5 separate regions of the Zea mays genome follow, and all the other regions are linked to region 1. The links are chromatin contacts, called in public Hi-C maps. All regions are on one chromosome and are shown on one strand. The core of a region is the stretch at or near the end of the contact, and the rest is flanking DNA. Distances in the headings are between cores, read along the strand shown. Region 1 holds the start of LOC109939996 (protein Brevis radix-like 2). Region 2 holds the start of GRF1 (growth-regulating factor 1-like). Region 3 holds the start of LOC732837 (vitamin E synthesis4). Region 4 holds the start of LOC100283763 (transcription factor GT-3b). Region 5 holds the start of LOC100193866 (DNA topoisomerase 2).

Region 1 (3,611 bases), core at 7-2,506:
CGCTAGCGGGATCCATAGATCATTAGTGTTTGACCTAAAAAGACGTGAACATAAATAGACGAGTTTCTAGGTTGAGAACATTATTCGCTTAAACGGTCATTTAGTCTGTTCATACACTATTTATTTAAACGCTATATGATGGTACACAATTTTTTTTTATAATTGGTTTATCATGTTTTTATGGTTGTTTATCTGGTTAAGTAAACGTTTAGTCTGAATGAATAAACAATAAGTGTCTGGCTTACTGTTTAATGTCTATAAATCACGGTCTGATGGTACACTGTGGTAAGCAATTTTCAGCAGACCCTGTAAAGTATTGCGTAGATTGTTTGTTGAGTGGAGTTTGAAACAGAGAAATAGGCAGTATGGAGATATTCTAAATATTGAGTGTATTCGACATTATTGGGAACCAAGCGTGCATGTAGATGCCCTTCCCACGGTGGAGTCTTCCATTGGATTATTCTAAACTCCAATTTCCGTTTATGGCAACTGTACTACTTGTCACATCATCAACTGTTCTGCTTTGACACCGGGTACGCTGTACATGGAAACAATTGATGGATGACTGACGACCCAATACTAATACTTCCACGCGAACTGTTTGTTCCTCTGGCCAGTTCAGCGGAGGCTGTCTGGCTGTGGAGCGGATGTGCTAGCGAAGCTCTTTTTTCTTTGATCGGGCCACCAATCGATTCCATCAGTCGTCGTTAAGTGCATGCTGGAAATCGGAGGGGCACGGGAACAGTAGGTAACAGCATACGTAGCATGCATTACCATTTCCGGGCGGCACGGCACCCCAATCCACACCCCACACGGCGTTCGCATGATGGAACGCCGAGAACGCCCCGCGCGCACCCTCATGATGCTCCAAGATGATGCGGCCTAGCGCCTAGTGTGGGCGTGTGGCGCACCGAACCGAGCCATCGAAACCGTGCACCGGACGAGCCCGCGACGACACGGCGCATGCATCACCGCCGCTGCCCTACCACTACCACACACCATGACACCACCTCGCAGGATAGCTCGCAGCTGCAAAGCATGCAACCCGTCCCGTGAACCCTCGGCTCGGCCAGGCGGGCGACCCGCCCGCGGTGTGTGTGGCCTACGCCGCCACGCAAGCAGGAAGAAGCATCGCTCGCTCCGCAGTCCGGACTGCTCCAATCCAGTGCCGGCTGGCGGTCCCCCGGCGGGCGATACGGACGGCCCCGATCGCGTGGGGCCCGCTCCACCCTGCAGCGCCATGTATAAATACACGGGGACAGGCTCGGTCCGCGCGTGGTCTCGCTCGATTTCGGGGGCGCGGATCAGACGGCGGGGAGCGAATCCGGGGCCCAGTTCCCGCACCTGCCTCCCTCACCCTCCACTCCACCCTCCTCCACTCCATCCACCTCTCCCTCCCCTGCGCCGCTGTTGATCTCGGAGCAACAAAAAAAAAAGAACAAGGGGAAGAAATCTCCTCCCCCGTGCTGTTGCCGTCTGTTTGGCCTCGACCGCGGACCGCCCGCTACCATCCAAAAGGCGGCGGCAGGCTGCTCTGCCCACTCGGTGCCGTTGTCGTCGCCCCAGCCAGCGGGATCTTGCTGCTCCACCGCCGCCTGCCGCTGTTTTCCTCCATTCAGCTCGCGCCTGCTCCAGATATCTGACCCGGGAGGCGGCGGCGGCAGGCAGGCAGGGAGCCAACCCGGGAGAAGAAGGCCAGGGAAGGTAATGGGGGGGGGACTTCGCGACTTCTTGTTCTCATGGCAAGATCTTGCTCTTAGAGCATACTAGCATTGGGGCCTCGTTTGCTCTGCTTCTCTCTACTCGTTTCTCGATACATTGTTTCTTTTTGTGTATGTGTGCCTTTATCTCTGTGCTGCTCCGTTGGCTGTGACATGATGCTGATCATCAAGATCTCCGACCCTTTCTTTCTTGGGTCCATCCGGGGGGGCCGCGGGGCAATCACCATTGTTTCCTGCTGTCGCCTTTTGATCTGGCGTGGACACCCTTGCCCGGCAATGAGTACTCGCTTGCTCCTTTTTATCGACACAGGATTGCTTGTTAATCTGGCGCGCCTCACATGTGTTCGCCGGCTTGCTCATATGATCGGCCTCTCTCTCTTTTGCAGGTGTTCATCACTTGAGCTCATATCATCGTCAGAGGCAGGCAGCAGTAAGCAGATTCCGCTGTTGCTGAGCATTGTCGTCGTGGGCGTGGCAGGCCAGTTCGCGTGGAGACGGGGAGGGAACATCTGGTGTGCGTTTGCTAACCGGTAAGTTAACTGTGCCTAGCTTTGGCATCAACCACTGCCATTATTGGTTGCTAATCTCTGGGTAGCATGTTTATTGGGGAGGTTTGTCCCGGCTGATACAGAGAGCTGGTGTTTGCCAACAGTCTCCCAGTCACCGAACAAAAAATAAATAAATGAAAATTGCTGTGGCCCCTGCCCGCGCCTGCCTAAAAGCGCCTATTTATCCGGGCAGTATGTGCATCCTTGTTGCTTCTGCTCTCCTTGAGCCCCTTCTTCTCAATGGAAACAAAACAAAGGGGCTTTCAAAGCGCAAGGACCCACGTACTACCGTAGTTGGCTCCAAGTGTTTGTCAACTGCTAGCTAGGTGCTGCTGACAGCCATTTGTTGCTGTTGTTCACTGTTTCCTCACATGTTCTCCGGCCTCCGGCATCTATGTTCTTATTTACTCTTGCACTTCACTCGCCCTGGACTCTGGTTCAAGATCGGAGTCAATCAATACGCATCGAAAGAGATCTAAGCAGAACGCTCTACGTACATAAACTGCTCACTCGCTCTAGCAGCTCGAGAACCTCTCTACCGGCGCAGGCGTGCAGGTGCAGCAGCCAGCTTTGCTGCGATACTACTGTCACGTACCGCATCCGCATGCAACATCAATCAATCCGTCTATCCTTCTGCTTTGCCCTAGCTTCTCCGCCGTTCCCGTAGCCGGCCTTTGCCACCCCGCATTGACTTCGTGTTTCCTCGATGCATAGTGCCCCTACTCCCTAGCTCTTGCGAGCTATGGTATTTAGGTCGAGCAAGGCTCAGTGGGGACTGGGACAAGCATGCACAGATGCACTGCATGTCGTAGCTACTACTACTAGCCAGCTAGAGACAGTGGCCTGGCCTGGCCTGGCCTGCGACATGCACGAGATGGAGCCCTGAGCTCTACCGGCCCGGCGCGTGCACGCCGCACACACGGGGCCAGCCTGGGCCGGGGACGGTCGGATCGGGGTCCGCTTGTTGCGCACGCGTGGGCTCTAGCGTCACTGTTGGCTGCTGCCGGCCGTGCAGGTCTTGATGGCGAGTGGTTGCTAACCGCTGGCCGTGACGTGGGTTCGAACGGAACGGGACGGGACGGGACGGTTGGCGTCAGCGTCAGGGTCACGCTGGTCTGAAATTGATAGCGTGTCCGGCGCCGGCTGTGCCTGTGCGTGCCCCTTCCCCGGGCTACACGACTGTGCCTGCGCCAGAAGACCCGTATCGCCTTGGGGTAAATGGTGGTGCTGTGCATGTGCCCGTGTTCATGTGCGTCCTTCCTGCGTCGGAGCTCTGGACGCGCGCGCCCGGTGCTATCTGCTCCGGAAATGTTCGGTCGCGGCAGTTCCTGCGAGCTGTGGC
Region 2 (3,444 bases), core at 532-3,031, 260 kb before region 1:
AGATGTTGTAAGACTTTCGGTACGCTATACATATAGAGTTGAATATACAGTTGAAGACTGCTGCAGCGGTCAACTGTCTGATCTACTGTAAACTCTATGAGGAAATCGGAAACGCTACTTCCAGAGTAGTGTAACTCCGACTGGAAAACTGTTGCAGAATACGGATAGCCTGATCAGTTAGACTGTCGGCTGCGGAGTTCAACTGTTGCAGAGTTAGAAAGAAATGATAAAATATATAGTAGTTAGTATAGAGTTGATATATAGAGTAAACATGACTGTAGAGGATTGTAGTATAGGGTAGATAGTTTTGCTGACCAGGACAAGATATTCCTTTTAGAGTATGAATTTAGAGTAGTATGAGTGCGGATAGCCTAACTTTGTAAGTATTTTTAAAGCTTACTTTGCATACGGTCTTTGTGATCTACATCTTTACTATGGCTATTTCATGATAATAACTAGATGAGATATATGACCAATCGAGTTGTACATATATGTTTGGGTTTTAATTAAGGGCATAGTTAAAAGCACTGAGCTTTTAAGAAAACGATGTGGTTCTAAATATGGCAGTTTATGCTTTGGTTTCTAGAAACTGAATTTCTAGCATATTTCCGTACTATTCTTAGTTGGTTTGGATAGAAACTACGACGATTATCACCGCTCTGAGGCCTAATGGCCTATGCACTTGATTCTCTCCATGCCCACTCTGCCCTGTTCAAATGTTTAATTAATATTTAATTTAATAATTTTGAATTCAAGAATACGAGTTCAAGGTATATTTAAAATTGACATCAAAGAGAAATGAAATTAAAGCAATGATAGACTTGTCTTTGGGTGTGAAAAAAAGCTAGAAACTTATTTATAAAAACCCAATTCTAAACATGTATACCTAATTTTTATTATAAATCGGTTTTTAGATAGAATCGTAAAGCCCTTGATCAGAGCATCCAACGAGCCATGAGGCCATGACGGAAGAGCGGAAGTGCAGACGGCAACGGCGTTCCGCTTCATGCCGCACCCTCCAGTGTCCTGTGGCCTTTAAGTGCCGGCCTTGGGAACCGCGACGCAGACACAGCCCAAATCCGCAGTCACTCCTCCAACACGATGCTTGTCACCACCCTTGCTACAGTGCCTGCATCCATATCCACTCCGCTCGCGCAAAAAATATCCGAGTCGGAAACAAACAAAGCAGCATAGGAAACAGAAGAAAGCTGTACTAGTACGTGAGGACGAGGAGGGAGAGAGAGCAATACACAGAAGCCTGCTACCGTGCTACGGACTACCACAACGCCAGAGGGACAACCGGACAGAGGGGGAGGCAGGCCTCGCTTGTCATCTAGCTAGGTCAGCCGGGGACGGGGTCGGAGCAGTAGAGCTAAAGCCAGAGGCCAGGCTCGTAGTAGTACGTAGTAGTAGTGCCCTCCTCGTGTCATTTGGCCAGCCTTGTCCAGACGACCACACACACCAGATTACGCTTAACATTCTGTTTGACATCTAAAACCAGCCGGCTTGATCCAAATGCCTCCCTAGGTAGTAGCTTAGTCTTGCTCGCCGCCTCTCCGGGAGACGACGACACGCCTGATGAGTGCCTGACGTTCCAGCGCGAGGCAGACAGCGACGCAGAGAGAGACAAAGCGGGCAATAAAGGCAGCCGCGCGCGAGCGAGGGAAGGGAGCGAAGCAAAGCACATCACGAGCCCAGCCTGCGCCTGCGGAGGGAGGGGGCTCATTAAAGAGGGGGCGCGAGCGCGACCGGCCGCGGGGAGCAAGCAGCGCGCGAGAGAGACAGGTTGAGATGGCGATGCCGTATGCCTCTCTTTCCCCGGCAGGCGCCGCCGACCACCGCTCCTCCACAGCCACGGCGTCCCTCGTCCCCTTCTGCCGCTCCACTCCGCTCTCCGCGTAAGTATCCACCACCGTCGCTCATCGCTTCTTGGCTCGTGTAGTGTCGTCTCCCATTGATGCCCGTCTGGTTCGCGGTTGTGTTGTGACGACGTGGTGGTATGTGTGCTGGTGCAGGGGCGGCGGGCTGGGCGAGGAGGACGCCCAGGCGAGCGCGAGGTGGCCGGCCGCGAGGCCGGTGGTGCCGTTCACGCCGGCGCAGTACCAGGAGCTGGAGCAGCAGGCGCTCATATACAAGTACCTGGTGGCGGGCGTGCCCGTTCCGCCGGATCTCGTGGTTCCAATCCGCCGCGGCCTCGACTCCCTCGCAACCCGCTTCTACGGCCAACCCACACGTACGTACGGCATTTCCCTCCCTCTCCTCTCGGCGCCCTGCCAGACTCCATCTCCTTCCTGTACTGCGTCCGGGGTGCTTGGCTGCTTGCTCCCTCCCCGGGATCCTGACTCTTTGTTTATTCCAGCCAAGCGTACTTTGCCTCCATTAGTTAATTTGCTCCAGTCATTTGTTAATCCCTGGTGCGCGATTCAAGAACCGTGCGCGTGTTTCATACAAGACCCCCGATTTGCTCCCGGAAAGTTTCTGTTTTTTTAATCCGAGCTGATTCATCAAATGATGAGGCAGAGCTAGCTAGGTAGCTCGTCATTTCGTGCTGTTTTGATTTGATACCGAGCTTAGTAGTTGTTGGAATAGAGGTTAGAATCAGTAGCACGCATCGTTGTGGCTCAATAGTACGAATACTTTTCTTTTGCCATTTATTTCCTCTCCTTCTGGCTTCTGGATGATCAATACTACGTAACTGTGAGAGGTCGCCCCCTCGGCAGCAAGCAAATTCATTGAATGCAATCTGCAGCAGCTCTCCGCTAGCTGCTCGCCATTTCGTCCGACTGCGCCTGCATCGGTACTGTCCTGTACTACCAAATGGCAATCCATTTGGACACTGCAGATCCAGATGCACGCGTAGTTGCTGCGTACATGCAGATGCACGATGATAAAAGCAAACGCACAAGTGATGCTTAAATACAGCGTCTGATTTTCTCGGCGTGATCTGTGCAGTCGGGTACGGACCGTACCTGGGGAGGAAACTGGATCCGGAGCCCGGCCGGTGCCGGCGAACGGACGGCAAGAAGTGGCGGTGCTCCAAGGAGGCCGCCCCGGACTCCAAGTACTGCGAGCGCCACATGCACCGCGGCCGCAACCGTTCAAGAAAGCCTGTGGAAACGCAGCTCGCGCCCCAGTCCCAACCGCCCGCCGCCGCAGCCGTCTCCGCCGCTCCGCCCCTGGCAGCCGCCGCCGCCGCCACCACCAACGGCAGCGGCTTCCAGAACCACTCTCTCTACCCGGCCATCGCCGGCAGCACTGGTGGTGGAGGAGGAGTTGGCGGGTCCGGCAATATCTCCTCCCCGTTCTCCTCGTCGATGGGGGGATCGTCTCAGCTGCACATGGACAGTGCTGCCAGCTACTCCTACGCAGCTCTTGGTGGTGGAACTGCAAAGGATCTCAGGTGACTATTCTTTCCCTTTTCTTTTATTTCCTCTCCAGTGACCA
Region 3 (3,807 bases), core at 159-2,658, 340 kb before region 1:
GGACAAACAGGACAAAGGATGAAAGGGGCAGGAAGCCAGGAAAGCAGGTGGAATAAATAGAAATAGCGTAGTGCCGTGCCGTACCGTGCCCCGTGACTCCGTGAGTCTTTGGACAAAGGGCCAATTCCCTGTATGCCACTGGAAAATATACTCATTCCTTGTATGCCACTGGCCCCACATGTCATAGACACCAAAAAATATACCTATATGCCACTCAGTGGCACACAAGGGATGAGTATAAAATCTGATGGCATACCAGGAATTTTCTCTTGGACAAAAGACAGGGCCGTTTCCTAGCTTTGCGAGCCGGGACCCGGATTGGCCGGCCGCTTTCAACCAATCGGGTAGCGATAACCTGGGCGGTGCCGGTGGACACAATCACCCAAATGTGCGACTAGTACTCCTAATACGGGTCGAGGTTTTTTAATCATGACGAGCACCATAAAAAACAGGAGTTCAAATTACGATCCAGCACAAAATAATATGTGTATGACTGAGCCTCAAATTCCAGTCCATCAGATCCCAACATAGCCCGCACGTATGGGTCAAGCTTGGACCGACATGGCCTAATAAAGGTCATATTGCTTATAATTTCTTTAATTTAGTAAGTTATAAAGTTTATATGGTTGTAATATTTAAACTTCATGTTTGGTGCTTACGTTGTTTATTGTCTTTAGTTTAGTAAGCTATGTACTTCGTGTGGTTGTAGTATTTAAATTTTATATAGTTTAAATATATGAATCGGGTTTGGGTCGGTACAGCTCAACAAAGTCACAGCATATTTTAGGTCCAGAATAAGTCACTGTTTCTACTCTTCTGCTCTTTGAGCTGTCATGAGTCATGACACGATCCAAAAAAAAAAGTTTTAGTGCTTCTGGGCCAAGCCCATTTAGCTCAAACCACTATGGACTCGGGCGAGCCTGAGCCCAATTCTCATCACTATGTACGACCAGGATACGGGCGTAGACGCACCTGAGGCTGGGACACCGGCGAAGGCGAGCGCCTCCTCGATCATGCGGATCTGGGCGCGGCGGTGATCGGCCATGGAGGCGGCCTCGCTCGAGTCGTAGAAGCCGTGGTGCATGTGGTCGCCCCAGATGTTCTCCCACAGCCCCGACGACTCGTCGTACAGCCCCGCGATGCCCTCCTTCAGACCCGGCGGCGCCGTCGCGGGGGCCTGAGCCGTCGACGAGGCCATCGGACGCAGGCTGACGACGGCGCGTCGGAGACGGCGGGAGTGGCGCGGGACGTGCGAAGGGGCGCGGTAGTGGCTGCCGCGGCGGCAGGCTGCGAGGCTCCTGGAGGACTGGGAGCAATGGAGCAGCGCCGCGTGAGCCATTTGCGGCGCCGGGATGCGCGATATTTAAAAGAGGCCGAGGCGAGGGGTCTGGGCTGTGGTGGCTGTGTGTGCGCGCACCGCGGCACTGTTTCGTAGCCTAGTGATAAAGTAGAGGTGCCGGCAGGGAAATGGACAACGTGGTGCCCCTTGTCCCTTGAATATCCATGCCCCACGTGGCCGTGTGAATTTGCTGAAAATGTGAAATGAAAAATCCTAGTTTCGTGCTATCTCCGTTATGAAAAATTGTACAATACTAGTTTTTAATCAAACTATTCAAGGGTCTCCTTTTGGTGTAGCTCCGATTTGGACTTTTTTATGATTCTTAATATAGAGCTATGCCAAATGGCCATTTAAAAACAACGCTTGCAAAGAGGGCTCCGAAACCAGAGTTGAGAAAACGCAGTGTTTTCTGATCTTCCTTACAGATTTAACGTAACTAGATAGTACAATATCCATGTTACGACGGCACACAATTATATTTGATACATATAAAAAATAAATTTAATATGAAACTGAACATATGGTTTATATTTCATATATTAAACCGACAAGAGCAAATGTTACATTTTAACTTAGTCAAAAGGCCAAGGAAAATATGAGTTGAAAAGAAGGCTGATCCTTTTTTATAGCTCGTTCGGTTTCCCATGATGTAAGTGCTTTAAAGTTGTAGAATTATACTCTATCTGTTGTAAATTAAAATCCAATTTCATTTTTAATAGATTTATACAATAATTAATGAATTTGTTTTCTACATTTGCCCAGATTCATACAACGAATATTAATTTGGTATGGACGGAGTAATAAATTGTCACTAGATTTATTTTTGCCAAACGTCTTTAGCTTCACAAGAGGAGCCAAAAGCCCAAAACTAGAGATACGGAGGCATTTTAGGATGGTCTAAAGCCCCACCAAACTAGCCTTTGAGTTTAACATTTTTATAATAAATACCAATATTTATGTCATTAACTATAAGTTTATATATTATAATATAATCTAATAATATCTATGCATCATATAGGTGCACTGTGCATATACGATATATGAGACTCCCATCACTTTTTAACAGTGACGGAGTACCCATTATGGCGCAATATAGCAGCTGCCATACCTCAAATTTTATATCTCACTTGAGTACTAAAGCATATGTGGAGTAGTGGTTGTGCTTTGGTCGATATATAATCCCTTCTGTTGGTCCGTTTTTCTTTCTTCTCCTAGCTACCAGGTACATTCCTGCAGTTTGCACCATTTTTTTCTTTTTATTCTACCAGAAACCAGGTATGTTGCCATACCTCATTTATTTTTTTTTGTCCTTCGCCACTGCTTTTTAACCGCCACGCAAGAAAATTGAGCTTCGAACAAACTAGTCTTCACCATCCATGTTGGGTAGGTATGCTATAGTGCAAGACTGTTGATGCAATCGAATCTGACCTGTTGGCACGGCAACTAGAACTTGCTAGAATAATCGAGAGTACTTCAGTTTTGATTTTGTTTTGTTCTGACATTTTAGCTAGCCAATGCAAAGAATGAATAAATTGATATAGTAGCAACGGTCAGTTAATGATTGAATAATATTCCTTGTTTCTTGCAGTCTAAACTTTGCATGGTATCTTTCAAAGTTTCTATGGCTACGTCTATCTTTATTAACCTCATATGTTTGTCTTGTCTACAAGTAGTATATGTTATGTTTCTGCATATCCAGTGATCTGGAGGCAACGACATTACATCTACCGTTAATGCCATTGTCTAATCTAAGCTGATTTGACGATTGTTTCTGTGCATCGATGGGGCATCTGGGTGAATGGTTTCAGTTAAAAGGGAAGAGATACTGGCTCTAATTAGAATGAAACGTTTATCTTTGTGAAGTAGGACTGCACCGAACTTATCCATGCATTGTTCATCTGACAGCGGTGCTAATTCTTTCTCGAAGAAGAAAAAATGTTATACAGAAGATGTTGTTCAGATTTTCCTTGCATGGCATCCTCATATGTCACTAGCACATAGGAACTAAAAGTTGTTTTTCCGGATCTCACCAACAGAGCACGCAAACAATGAATCACAGGTTGAGAAAAGGGTGAGGAGGTCAGGGAAAGTGATTCTCCGTCACGCATCCGCCGGTAGAAACACAAAGCCTAGAACCATGAAGCCGACCAAAGATCTCGCAGACGGAGGACATAAACCCTAGAACCGTGAAACCGACGAAAGACTGAAGAGAGAAATGGTGGCAAATCCTAACGTTGTCACGAGTGGTACGACGAAGAAACGATAGAGAGAGCGAGGAAGGGACGAACCTGTAGCATGGATCTCGAAGAGGAAGAGGCGACGTAGCAAGCGAGGAGGAGCGATGGGACGTTGATAGTCGCCTAGAGGGGGGTGAATAGGGCGAAACTGAAATTTACACAAATAATCACAACTACAAGCCGGGGTTAGCGTTAGTAATAAAGAAATGAGTCCGCGAGAGAGGGCGCAAA
Region 4 (3,529 bases), core at 585-3,084, 410 kb before region 1:
GGTCGGTCGATATGAATTATGGATGAGTGGTGGTCCGGTGACGCAATCTATGAGAAAGTTAGGTTCGACGGTGAAGGAGAAACTTGCGTCATACGTGTTTGACCTAGCTACCTCATTATGCTAGAAAATAAAAAAAGAGTGTGTTATACCTGGCTATCTCATTGTATGGGAAAGGTAAAAATAATCACGCTAGTGTGAAGAAATTGACGTCAACTGTATTTAGGGAGTTCCTACCGAGTTGCTAAATGTGGAGAGTAAATAGAGTTGAATAGCAACTAAGTAAATTTAGCAAGTCTATTTAGAGAACCATTGGAGAAGCATTTTTCTGTTCACTTCTTAAATTTAAGATTTAGAGAGTTATTTAGAGAACTATTGAAGTTGCTCTTTAGTTATTAGTTCTCTAAAAAAGAACTCCTCATACTCAGATTTAACAAGTTTCTAAATAAATATTGGAACAAAAACAATCTTAGCATCGAACGGTTCCCGATTCTTAGGTTGTTAAATATTTTTAAATTATGTCAACTTAACTTTTCTAGTTATTTCTAGTTATTGCGTGTAGCTTTAGATTTGATTTCATCTGTATGATAAAGCTTAATAATCATTGTTCTTCTCTTTACTATTTTCATTCGGTATGAATCGTTGTCGTTCACTTTCCTCTAAAATTTTAGATGGGTCATCTTCAGACTTGTCAGACGAAAATGATGAATTCATCTTTTCTGCAGATCATATCATTCAAAGTGCATCACTTGTGTAAGAACACGAATTCGATGGCGAACAAACAACTTCCAAGTCTCGGACTAAAAGAGATATTTAGAAAGTTTGTACCTTTGAGGACCTCATCTAAAGAACTGTTTGAGCATAGCTGATAATTACAGCACTCTAAATTGATTTTAGAAAGATTTGTTTTTTTTTTGGAACCAGTGAAGATGCTCCAAAAGCCTATCGGATTGGACATTGGAGTAGTGGCACTAACGCCTGACCGGGTGACGGGGGCAGGGCCGCAGGGCGCTGCGCGAATCTGCAGAAAAGCGCCGGATGCCTCTGCACTGCACGGCACCCTTGCAGGATTCGGCTGCTCGATCTGTCGTACTGCCGCAGCCGCTGCCAACACGCATGTGACTAGCTAGCTGTACCGTGACACCGTCACCTGCACATCAAAAAAATGGCCTCATCAGTGTGACGCCCGCTCCTCCTCCACTGGAAAGGGTAAAAAATGCTCAACAACGACCGGGCCGGGCGGCGCGTTCCAGCTGACAGCGATCGCGCTGCTGCTGGTGCGTGCACGTCATCGCTGTCGTGCGAAGGCGCGCGGCGGATTGCGTTGACGGCCGCCATGCTCCGAGCCGTGCTGAACGAGAAGAGGTCACGGGTCAATATAATGTCGCTAGCCGCTGCAGACCGGCCTGGAAACAAACAAACAAACAAGAACTGCGCGTCGCGAGATCTCCCATCGGCGGCATTCCTCCATACGGTCGCAGTACGGATCAACATGTCGGGGGCGACCACGGGGATCCAGGATGACGTGGCGAGCTGCACTGCCCCTGCCCGTGTGGACAGCAGCAAAGCCATTCACATTGCTGGGGACGTGTGAAACGGTGAATTTGGAGCGTCGAGGCGGTCGGGAAGTGTCAGAAAGGCGATGAAAAACACGAGACGGGGGAGAGAGAAAAAAACGACGGGCGCTGCTGCTGCATGCAGGCCGCTGTCTGTCTAATCCCGTCTCCCGGCCCGGGTCGTGCCAGACGCCCCCCACGCGATCTCGCCTTCCACATTCACCAGCACCGGCAGCACGTACGCGTTTCCTTTATGTACTCGCGCCGCTCGTGGGACTGCAAAATCTGACGGCGCGCGGGGAGCCAGGACCAGGAGACCGAGCGAGTGCTCATCGCAGCTCGGGGGCACGCGCAGCAGCAGCCAGATCAGCAGCGCTGCATCCCCGACCCCGAGTACTCAAGGAGCGCTAGCGAGGACGAAGAGCCTCATCGGACGCCACAACAAGGTCAGTCTCGTTCCATGCTCTTCCTGCGCATTCACTTGGTTGCCGAGAATCGCAACAGGATCGGTGCGCCCATGTTTGTCTCTCTAAGCCTGTCACTAAAGACCGTCATTTTCACCAGGGATTCGCGCAACATCTGGAACAGACGGCAGCCGTTTCACTTCCCTTCCTCAGAGGAGGAGTCGCAGCAGAGACATGCAGAGCCAGCAGCAGCTCCAAGGGTCCGAAGCGGTCCAGGCTCCCGGTAGAAAGAAGCTGAAAAGGCCGGCCGGTCCGTCGGGACGCGAGGAACCTGACGACGGCGGCGGCGGCGACGACGACGAGCCGCCCCGACGAAGCAGGAACACGAAGGACGCGCAGACGTCGACGTCCGCCGTTCGTGGCCTGCTGCGCGATTTCTTCGAGCAGCAGCTGCGCTTGGACGCGCAGCGCCAGGAGACGATGGAGAGGAGGGCGCGGGAGCGGCTGTTCTTCGAAGACCAATGGCGGCAGTCGATGCAGAGGATAGAGCAGGAGAGGCTGATGCTGGAGCAGGCGTGGGCGGAGCGCGAGGAGCAGAGGAGGATGAGGGAGGAGGACAGGGCGGAGAGAAGGGACGCGCTTCTCACTACCTTGCTCACCAGGCTCCTGCAGGGAGACCTCTAGTCCATCGCAGATCCGGCGAGAGATTAGGATAGAAAATCAGGATAGATTGTAGTTGACTAGGATTGCTTCGTTCATATACTTCTTTACATGGAAATAATGTTAGCTGACTGCAGGTCAATTGTTAAGTTCTAGGTTGCAAAGTGGCATACTAGAATACGCTGTCGTAATCGTAACTGACTCTTCTGGAGATGACGCATCTTCAGCTGGAAATCATGGAACCCAACAAACTAATGGGCAGCAAAAACTGAACATCTGTGCAAATCCAGGTACAATAACAAGGGAATCCACCAAGCTACTCATATCTCTCTCTGCTCACGACTGTCTATAGTACAATACTGCAACCACAGACGATCAGCTGGAAAGGTGATAGATCAATCTGGGCGACAGGTGTTAGTAGGAAAGTAATGTAGACAACTTGTGAACAAAGTCTATCCTCACTCCTCACTTTCTCTACCATGCCTCTGCGTATCACTCTCATAATATGTATAGTCTTGCAAGCCATCAGAACCTACATTGTGGCTTTCCTCGGTGGAACTAGCAAAACTGTCCAGTACATAAGTTTCGACTATTTTCCAGAAAGAGTCGGCATTACATCCCTGGAAACCTATCCAAAAGAATCTCCCTTTCCTCTTCACTTTACATGCTAAAGATTGTTGTGCTTGCAAGGACTTCACAATTCTCTCAACACCACCAGTGTCCCCGCCACTGACCTTAAGAACAATATCACCCGATTGCAGTCTGACGCCCCCAGACATGAACCAATATGCCAGAACCCGTGGGGAAAGCCACCTGTGGACAAGTTTTGGGAGAACAGGCTGGCCTTTCTGAAAGAACTGATCTGCAAAGAAACCGAAATGTGCATGAGGTATGGTTGAAAATCGATAAGGG
Region 5 (3,692 bases), core at 361-2,860, 280 kb after region 1:
GTGTATCTAGTCGATGTAATATATCAGAGCAAGTACTCCAACATCCAAATGGTGTAACAACCTAGTCATCCATGTGAAGATTCCTCCATAGACATTGTGAACAAAAAGATCATTCCATAAAATGCTGCGCTGAGCTACCGTTTACTCTGATTTTAACACTGCTGAAGCTGCAAATATGCACTGTTGCTACAGTATATATATATAATCTTATACATCCAGTTGCTGCGCTGCAGAAGCAAGCTGTGGAACGGCTTGATCTTCTCTCAATAAAATGCTGCATGACAGATTTTTATATAGTGATGCTTGTAACTAAGGAAACCTCCTAATGCTCCCCTTATTTTGATATTAATCTTGTTTAAGTTCAGTAATATGATAATAATGAGTATTATAGCGGTTGTCATTCAAAATTTCTGAATAAAATTTGAGGTTTGGATATTTCAAGTTCGAGTATCAAGTTACATGTTTTTTTCCGAGCCCTACCTACGGGGACAAGGATGGTGAGCCATTTTTCAACGGAGAATTCCCTGGTGCAATCCTAAGGAGTACTAATAGTCGTCACCGTAGAATTGTTAGGATCCACAAGTGTCATGGAGTAGGTTGGGCATGAAAGGAATGGGTGATTTAGAAATCAAATTTTGGTATAATCTATGCCCTTTATTTCTCTTAATCAAACATTTGATATGACAGGGACTAAACTTCAGTTGAGTGGAACTAAACAGCTCGTTAAACGGCCCCGGGGAGAGGAAGGGAAGGGGCAGGCGATGGCGACGCGAGTGAGGGGAGAAGGGAGGGGAAGGCAAGGATTACTGTGCGTGTGTGTGACGAGGAAGAAATGATGATCCAAATAACATTGATCATTTGATTTAAGTGAGTAAAAGAGAAGAAAATTATCTAGCGATTTGAATCGTTAGTTGAGTGTGTGTAGGTGTAATTCGTTCGATGAATTTAGAGGATGTTATGGGTGTAGAAGTGATTGTCCATCTCCAGCAGCTTACCTATATTCATACCCATATTCAAACTACACTCTACAAACAGTGTAATCTACAATATAAAATGATGCAAAACAGTGTTTTAGTGACCATATAGGTGTAATGTACAATAGTTCATCTATATAGTAAAAAACACTTTTTACACAGTAGATTGTATTGTTTGTAGAGTATATTTTGAATAGGGATACGGTTATGGATGGTCTGTCCCGCAGCTTAGTAAAAAAATTCTCTGTCCACGGCTCGCTGTCGCTGGAGCCTGGAGCGTCAGGGTCAGACAGAAGACTGGACTGTGGATAGTGGATATCCGCTGTTCAATCTCCACCGTCCGTTCCCCAGCCCGCCGCGTGACTCCCGCACCCCAAATTCAAATTTCGAATTCTAGGACCGTTGGCAGCACAGAGCCCTTGGGCTTAGGTAAACGAAAAATTGCTATTTTGTCACTCCTAGTTTAGACTCTATTCTATTATGTTATCTAGTATTCATCACGTGTGAGACCATATGTATTTATGATTTATGAGTGTGATAGTAAACTAAATAAGCTCACAACTAAGGCTGACAAAATAGCAAAATAGCTCTCGATAAACCCCCCAACCCCATCCCCCAACTCCGCACGCATCCGACTTGAAAGTTGAAACCCTAGTGCAGGCACACGACCTCCGTGTGCAACGCGTCGCCGCCATGGCGGCCCCCCTGCACTCCAGCTCCGGCCACAACGCCGCCGCAGGCGGCGGGGCCAAGACCATCGAGGAGATGTACCAGAAGAAAACGCAGCTGGAGCACATCCTGCTGCGCCCTGACACCTACATCGGCTCCGTGGAGAAGCACACCCAGGCGCTTTGGATATACGAGGACGGTGCCATGGTGAACCGCTCGGTCACCTACGTCCCTGGACTCTACAAGATCTTCGACGAGATCCTCGTCAACGCCGCCGACAACAAGCAGCGGGATCCCAAGATGGACGCGCTCCGCGTCGAGATTGACGTCGACAGCTGCTGCATCTCCGTATACAACAACGGCGACGGGATCCCCGTCGAGGTCCACCAGGAGGAGGGCGTCTACGTGCCAGAGATGATATTGGGCCACCTCCTCACCAGTAGCAACTACAACGACAACGAGAAGAAGACCACCGGCGGGAGGAACGGATACGGCGCCAAACTCACTAACATCTTCTCCACTGAGTTCGTCATCGAGACCGCCGATGGGCGTCGCCAGAAGAAGTACAAGCAGGTGACAAGTTTTGGCTGTCTCTTGGGCGCTCTTCAAATGGGCGTTTTACCCTTTTGGTTTGTTATATTTCCTGTGTGGATGTGTATTGAAATGGGGTAGATCTGTCAGAACAAATTCGCAACTAGAATGTTTTGCTTTGGGTTCCATAGTCCTGTTGACCAGACAAATGATTATTAGAACTAAGTGCCTTGTGTTGTCAGTTTCGAATCTGGTGGATAAAGCATTCGAGTGTAGGTTGGGATTTAATAATTCTACTAGGCGTGCACATTTTTTCAGCAGTTCAGTATATCTGCTCTTTGTTGTTTAGGAGTGAATCGATTCATAGATTTTGTCCTAAGAACACTTAAGATTCCTTTTCAATTTAATACTGATCTCTAATTGTTTTTGTGATACGCGCTATTTTTTTTACGGAATTTCATCTTAAATTGTTGTAGCATTGGTGAGTAAGGTTATGGCTCAATTGGTCACTAGTTTAAAGCAACATTTATAGGGTCCAGATGGCATGGTCAATATGAATTGATCTGCACATGTTAGGGGATAACCATTCTAGATGTCAAGATACAGAGTGTGAAGTTTCTTCTTGAATTCAAATCCAGGTTTTCTATGAGAACATGGGGAAGAAGTCAGAGCCCCAGATTACCAAGTGCAAGCAGGGCGAGAACTGGACCAGGGTCACTTTCAAGCCTGATCTTGCCAAGTTCAACATGACCCATCTCGAAGATGATGTTGTAGCCCTCATGAGGAAGAGAGTTGTTGATATGGCAGGCACTCTCGGCAAAACGGTGAAGGTCGAGTTGGATGGCCAGAGGGTGCCCATAAAGAGCTTCTGTGACTATGTCGACCTGTATATGAAGAGTGCTAACTGCGACAGACCTGATAATTTCAAAAGGTTTGTATTAATTTTCTACAGACAAAAACTTTTGGTAGTGGGCACACAAAAAAATGTGGGTTGTACTTGTATCTGATCATTCACACTGGGTTTATTCTTTCAGGATTTATGAGCAAGTAAATGATCGGTGGGAAGTGTGTGTTAGTCAAAGTGAAGGGCAATTTCAGCAGGTAATAATGGGTTATGTGTTATGCTAGAGCAGCTTCTTAAGTTGTGGTTACACTTGCATCCTAATCTGCTATGCCACTGCAGGTCAGCTTTGTCAACAGAATTGCAACCATACGAGGTGGAAGTCATGTTGATTATGTTACCAACCAAATTGCCAACCATGTGGTGGCCATTGTGAATAAGAAAAACAAGAATGCAAACATGAAGCTGCACAACGTGAAGAGCCATCTATGGGTCTTTGTTAATGCGCTCATTGACAATCCGGCTTTTGATTCACAAACCAAGGAGACCTTGACCACTCGTCAGGGAAGCTTTGGGTCAAAGTGTGAGCTTTCTAGTGATTTCCTCAAGAAAGGTATGTGACACAGAACAGTATAGTTGCTTGCATCAGATTTGTACTGCTCAGCTAATGGTAATGC

What was found. A called contact is a pair of places that touch in the nucleus more often than the background predicts.
Region 2: a Hi-C map of leaf shows a contact between it and region 1, with 2.4 times the contacts expected there. The contact joins the promoter of GRF1 here to the promoter of LOC109939996 in region 1. A contact is called at or near these places in 14 of 25 Hi-C or Micro-C datasets (bundle sheath, ear, endosperm and 6 more) and 1 of 3 datasets of contacts at active chromatin or transcription factors (leaf).
Region 3: a contact with region 1 is called in a Hi-C map of ear, with 1.9 times the contacts expected there. The contact joins the promoter of LOC732837 here to the promoter of LOC109939996 in region 1. A contact is called at or near these places in 3 of 25 Hi-C or Micro-C datasets (ear, endosperm and leaf).
Region 4: a Hi-C map of endosperm shows a contact between it and region 1, with 2.3 times the contacts expected there. The contact joins the promoter of LOC100283763 here to the promoter of LOC109939996 in region 1. A contact is called at or near these places in 4 of 25 Hi-C or Micro-C datasets (ear, endosperm, leaf and 1 more).
Region 5: a Hi-C map of tassel shows a contact between it and region 1, with 1.7 times the contacts expected there. The contact joins the promoter of LOC100193866 here to the promoter of LOC109939996 in region 1. A contact is called at or near these places in 2 of 25 Hi-C or Micro-C datasets (leaf and tassel).

Annotation. Positions count from the first base shown.
Region 1 is chr5:208,088,952-208,092,562 of Zm-B73-REFERENCE-NAM-5.0, reverse strand. It overlaps LOC109939996 (protein Brevis radix-like 2), which reads left to right and starts at 1,256. Exons shown (of 7, transcript XM_020538657.3): 1 at 1,256-1,704; 2 at 2,108-2,251.
Region 2 is chr5:208,354,074-208,357,517 of Zm-B73-REFERENCE-NAM-5.0, reverse strand. It overlaps GRF1 (growth-regulating factor 1-like), which reads left to right and starts at 1,781. Exons shown (of 5, transcript NM_001112551.1): 1 at 1,781-1,898; 2 at 2,016-2,233; 3 at 2,953-3,400. The coding sequence starts at 1,792.
Region 3 is chr5:208,425,417-208,429,223 of Zm-B73-REFERENCE-NAM-5.0, reverse strand. LOC732837 (vitamin E synthesis4) reads right to left here and starts at 1,408. Exons shown (of 6, transcript NM_001112444.1): 1 at 973-1,408. The coding sequence starts at 1,339.
Region 4 is chr5:208,495,042-208,498,570 of Zm-B73-REFERENCE-NAM-5.0, reverse strand. It overlaps LOC100283763 (transcription factor GT-3b), which reads left to right and starts at 1,834. Exons shown (of 2, transcript NM_001156662.2): 1 at 1,834-1,999; 2 at 2,118-2,766. The coding sequence starts at 2,192. The coding sequence ends at 2,641. It overlaps LOC100382871, which reads right to left. Exons shown (of 2, transcript NM_001357055.1): 2 at 808-3,529. The coding sequence ends at 3,076.
Region 5 is chr5:207,804,789-207,808,480 of Zm-B73-REFERENCE-NAM-5.0, reverse strand. LOC100193866 (DNA topoisomerase 2) reads left to right here and starts at 1,610. Exons shown (of 21, transcript NM_001359309.1): 1 at 1,610-2,216; 2 at 2,813-3,105; 3 at 3,209-3,275; 4 at 3,358-3,628. The coding sequence starts at 1,668. It overlaps LOC103627591 (Tudor/PWWP/MBT superfamily protein), which reads left to right. Exons shown (of 4, transcript XM_008647895.4): 4 at 1-156.